2 separate regions of the Astyanax mexicanus genome follow, and region 2 is linked to region 1. Evidence: chromatin contacts called from public Hi-C data. All regions are on one chromosome and are shown on one strand. The core of a region is the stretch at or near the end of the contact, and the rest is flanking DNA. Distances in the headings are between cores, read along the strand shown.

Region 1 (2,632 bases), core at 61-2,560:
GTCTGAAGGAACATTTACTAGACTGTTAGCTTATATTATTAAGAGTAAAATAAATCTAGTAGAGTTCAGTTCAATTTCTTGGTTTACCTGGCACCAATTAATATTTTCAACAAGTTTGAGATCTGAAGTTAGGGAAGGGTGTTCTGTAAGCCTTCTTTATCCATTCCACATCCAGCTTTGATGTGTATTTGAAGTCTCGATCCTGTTGTAACACTCCACTGTGTTCAAGGTTCAACCATCTAGTGGCTTCTGTTTTAAAGTTGTGTAAAGGGATTCTGAGGTAGTCTCCCTGCTTCTTCAATACTCCACTCCAGTTCCGCTGATGGTAGCAAAACAGGTTTAAAGCATGATACTACCACCACCATGCTTGACAGGGTTCTCGGGCTTTAACAACTTTTCACTCTGGAAATATCTCTGATCATTGTGACCCACAATCTAGAAAAAAAAAAATCTGTGAATTTGAACGTGCAATATTGCTATATATATATATATAAATGTTTTCTCACTATATTTTCTTAAATAAACTACTTCATGGGTTGATAAGAAGTATATAGTTGTAGACTATATATTGTTTTCAATGGAAAATCTCCACTTAAAATTCCAAGACTAGGCTTAGTCTTGGTCCTATAAACATTTAATGTTAAAATATTTTATTTCAAGTAAAAAAAAAAAAAAAAAAAATATTAGCAGAAATTATAGGGGCCATTCTTATCAAGAGATACTTACAAGGTTACTTTATTACGTACAAGGAATGTTAGGAGTCTTGCCAATGGCCTTGTATTGGTGTAGTGCAGATCAGGAATTGAACCCCAGCCCATTTATGATTACATTTTAAATAACAAATAATTAAAATTATGTAAAAAAAATGGAAATTGGAAAAATGAAACTGGATTTTTTTTTTGCATAACAGCAACAATATACCTCAAAATATATGACCCTATAATTCAGAGGATGCAGGGTTTTTGGAGGGTTAAAAAGAGGTAAAAACACTATTCACTCATCCAAACTACAAAATAACACAGCATCTAAGTAACAGAATGTCCAATGCTTTCACCATAAGGGAAAGGGTAGCTATGTAGTATTAAATATCTCTAACAAGACTAAGATCTTAACTGATGGTATTAAAAACATTCAAAATGTAAAACTCTTGAAGTATTTGCTTTAATGCTGAATTTCAGACCTTCACACGTAAACTGGGATGAGTAAATCTGGGTAGCCAGGCTTCACTATATATGAGAAGGTGTTGCTGGCTGGCGATTATTCACGGTGTGAAGTGTTCTTTGGGAAGTTGGTTCAGTTCACGCCCCCTATGGCTCTGGTATGGAGACGGTCATGGTTGGTTGAGGGGTAGGCAGGCATTGTGTGACAAGCAGCTATAAAGCTTCTCTTCCACCTCATCCTCGCTGCCCTTCCACTGTTTCAGGCAAGGAAACTGTGCCTCTTCCTCTGCTGGTTCCACTCTTCCATGCCACATTTACATTTCCTTATTCTTTGTCCATCTGCCTTTGGTCTTTTTTCTTCTTCTAAACTCCCTCTCTTTCTTTCTACCTTCTTTTTTTTCTTCCTGAGGCTTTTCTCTGTTTATGATCCAAAAATGACTTCCTTCCTTCCTTTACAAGCAGTCCCCTGGAGGCCTGGGGGAGGTGTTCTTGACAGTCTAGCATGTAATTACACCCCCCGCCGCCCTCTGCTCAAACTTCTTGCACATTCGCTGCAGTCTGAGGTCGTGCCACCTCTTTCTTTCACTCCTGAACTTTCAAAAATCGCAGCTTTCCAACGGCTCTCTTATCTCAGGATCTACACTAAAGTTTTTTTTCTCTTATCTCAGGATCTACACTATTGTTCTTTTTAACTTTACCACAAACACACATACATATATACAGCCCTGGACAAAAAAAAAATAAGAGACCACTTAAAAATTATTTTCTTTGATTTTACCACGTTAAAAACTTCTGGAATAGAATCAAAAGGAAGAAGGATGATCACAAGCCATCAAACAAACCAGCACCAGGAGCGGCATAAAGTTATCCAAAAGCAGTGTGTAAGACTGGTGGAGGAGAACATGCAAAGCTGCGTGAAAACTGTGATTAAAAACCAGGATTATTCCACCAAATATTGATTTCTTAACTTTTAAAACTTTATAATTATGAACTAGTTTTCTTTGCATTATTTGAGGTCTGAAAGCTCTGCATCTTTTTCGTTATTTCAGCCATTTCTCATTTTCTGCAAATAAATTCTCTAAATGACAATAATTTTATTCGTAACTTAGGAGAAATGTTTTCCGTAGTTTATACAATTAAACAAAAGTGCTCATTTTACTCAAATATATACCTATAAATAGCTAAATCAGAGAAACTGATTCAGAAACTGAAGTGGTCTTGTCACTTATTTTTTTCCAGAGCTGTATATTAGATACTATTCTGATACATCACATTCTGTTTGTTTCTTTTATGTTAACATTTATATGTCAAACATATACATTACAGCACTGTTCACATGTTTTAGTGGTCTAAAGACGTTTAGGCTTTAAAGAAATTACTTATTTAGATGAAAAGATGTTATTTAATCAGATTACCATAATATTATATTAGAATGTATTCACCTTCAACCTTTAAAGCTATATTTTGCTGTT
Region 2 (2,632 bases), core at 38-2,537, 84 kb before region 1:
ATTCACTTTTGACAAGTTCAGCACAGCTGTTAACTGAAAGCTAAGCAAAAGGTGCTACTTTAAAGAACATATTCTGGTTTGTTTAACACTTTTTGTTTACTAAATAATTTCAGATGTTTTTCTTCATAGTTTCTTGAACTTTTTTATGCATATACTTAATCCATTACGACATAGCCTATGTATGTTTCTGTATAAGCTATTTGAAGTCATAGCTGACCTAAGATCAGTAGTTGTGGAGTTAGCAGGTTAGTTAACAGTGGAGACTCATTCACTCACTCAGTTACTCACTCTCTCACTCACTCACTCACTCATTTCCGCACTCCCTAACTCACTCTCGATCCCTCACTCCCTAACTCACTCACTAATTCACTCAATCACTCTCATTCACTCATTAACTCATTCATTCACTGTCACTAATTCACTCACTTATTCACTCATTCATTCTCTTACACACTCATTAACTCACTTATTCACTCACTCACTCTCACTCCTTTACCCAATCATTGTTATGGCATTGGCTCATCCATACCCCACAACATAAAAGAGGGACACAACACGAGAGATTAAGTTTTAAACAATGGATACTTTTATTAATCACTCACTAACTTACTCACTTACCCATTCTTTCATTAACTTAATCACTCTCTCATTAACTCAATTACTCACTCACTTACTCATTCTTTCATTAACCTAATCACTCTCTCACTCACTCTCTTATTAACTCAATTACTCACTCACTCATTCTTTCATTAACTTAATCACTCTTTCATGAACTAAATTACTTACTCACTTTCATTAACTTAATCACTCTCTCACTCACTCTCTCATTAACTCAATTACTCACTCATTCACTCAGTCACTTTCACTCTCTAACTCACTCACTCACCCATTAACTCAATCACTCTCTCACTCATTTACTTACTCATTAACGTAATCACTCTTTCACTCACTCACTCACTCACTCACTCACTCACTCACTCACTCGCTCAATCACTCTTTCATTAACTCAATAACTCTCTCACTCACTGTCTTACTTACTCCCTCACTCCCTAACTCACTCACTCACTCACTCACTCACTCACTCACTCACTTCCTGTCTCTCTCACTTACTGTCTCACTCCCTGTCTCACTCATTCACTATCTGACTCCCTAACTCACTCACTCACTGTCTCACTCACTCATTCACTCACTTGCTTCTCAGATTAAAAGTCAGTCTGCAGTGTTGCCGAGCTGACGTCATCGTTTCCGCCCTGCCCCCCCTTTCTTTCCCCCCCCCCCCCTCCCTCTCTCGCGCTGTTGCTGCTGCTCGCTGCAGAATCCAACATGGAGTAAAGAGAGATGGGGCTCGGACGGGGCCACCCTCAGCAACATCAGCGCTTAGCGAGCAGCAGCACGGCGGAGAGACTCGCCCCAGACCCGAGATCAGCCCGGCGGTAAGAACTCACTCTCCGGTATCTCTGAACTCACCATTAGCTATACTACTACACACCCGGGCTGTGGAGAGAGCGCGCGCACTCACTCAGACACGGGGCTGCTGCGCTGCGAGACTCGGCGCTCGGGAGACCAGAGTCGTCACGATTTCTACCAGCAACTGGTTTCAGCTCTGGAGAGAAAAGGAGGAGAAAATTAGACCGAGACTAAGAGAGAGAAAGAGTGGAAGAAGCGAGAGGCCGTCAGGACGGCGGACAGGAGAGGAGGAGAAGAAAACACGCGAGGGAAGAAGACGGGAGGAGAGGAGGCTGAGGCGCGATGTGAAGGGATTATTATTATTATTTTGGAGAAGAGAGAAGAAAAATGACGAGCGAAAAGAGAGCACCCGCGGTGGGATTTTTTTCGAGGTGAAACGAGAAAATGATTGAAGAAACACGCCCAAACGAGTGAGTACTTATACTGTACAGCTAGTCTCCTTTTCTCTTTCTTTTTCTGCCTTTCTCTCCCTCTGTTTTTCTCTTGTTTGAGTACGTGGGTTAGTTAGCTACTCTGGTTTGTTGTTAGTTAGCTGGCTAACCTAACCTAAGCTAACCTGTCTCTTCTGCTCTGTTTTATGGCCTGAGTGGGGGAAAGTTTCGAGTGCTTGTTTTTAGTTAGTCGTGTTGTATGTGTGGGTGTGTGTGTATACATATGTGTATGTGTGTGTGTAGTTCTGACAGTGGGCGACGAAAAAAACAGGGGGATCAGGCCCTCTCCTTCACCCCCCTGCCTTAAGAGGGGAGGGAAGGAGTGGGAGAGAGGGGGAGAGGGGGACAGACAGAGAGAGAGAGAGTGGGGGCGGCTCGGAAACATTTTTTTCTCAGGGAAGGGCTACTTTTTCTACTGTTCAACAGAGTTCCTTAGCTAAAATGTAAAATGCTGGTAGGACCAGCCCCGAGCCTCCCCAGGCTTCAGTGACTGACTGGGGGGCTACACAGGGGGTCTTTTCCCCAGCCCTAATTCACTTGCAAAACGGACAGGCAGACACACAAACCGGAGCTGAATGATGTTAGCTAGTCTATCCTCCATTTGTTTTGCCCTTTCTTTGAATCGCTCTCATTTGCATACAGAGCTTCATTCATAAAAAACGATCACACCACACACACACATACACACCCAGACAGAGGCAGTAGTCCTTGTTGACTGTTGTCCTGCATAGCTA

Evidence for each region. Hi-C and Micro-C count contacts between places; a contact is called where the count stands out from the background.
Region 2: a contact with region 1 is called in a Hi-C map of muscle, with 14 times the contacts expected there. The contact joins the promoter of spred2b here to the enhancer-like site in region 1. A contact is called at or near these places in 2 of 3 Hi-C or Micro-C datasets (both in muscle).

What each region holds. Positions count from the first base shown.
Region 1 is chr7:17,869,254-17,871,885 of AstMex3_surface, reverse strand. All of the region lies in intron 1 of phf10 (PHD finger protein 10), which reads right to left. Among protein-coding and RNA genes, the nearest start is that of spred2b, 84 kb to the left of the region's middle. Within about 2 kb of position 1,310, the one cell type or tissue checked has an H3K27ac peak away from gene starts, as active enhancers do.
Region 2 is chr7:17,952,822-17,955,453 of AstMex3_surface, reverse strand. spred2b (sprouty related EVH1 domain containing 2b) reads left to right here and starts at 1,287. Exons shown (of 6, transcript XM_022686178.2): 1 at 1,287-1,877. The coding sequence starts at 1,852. The region is part of intron 1 of phf10 (PHD finger protein 10); the gene reads right to left.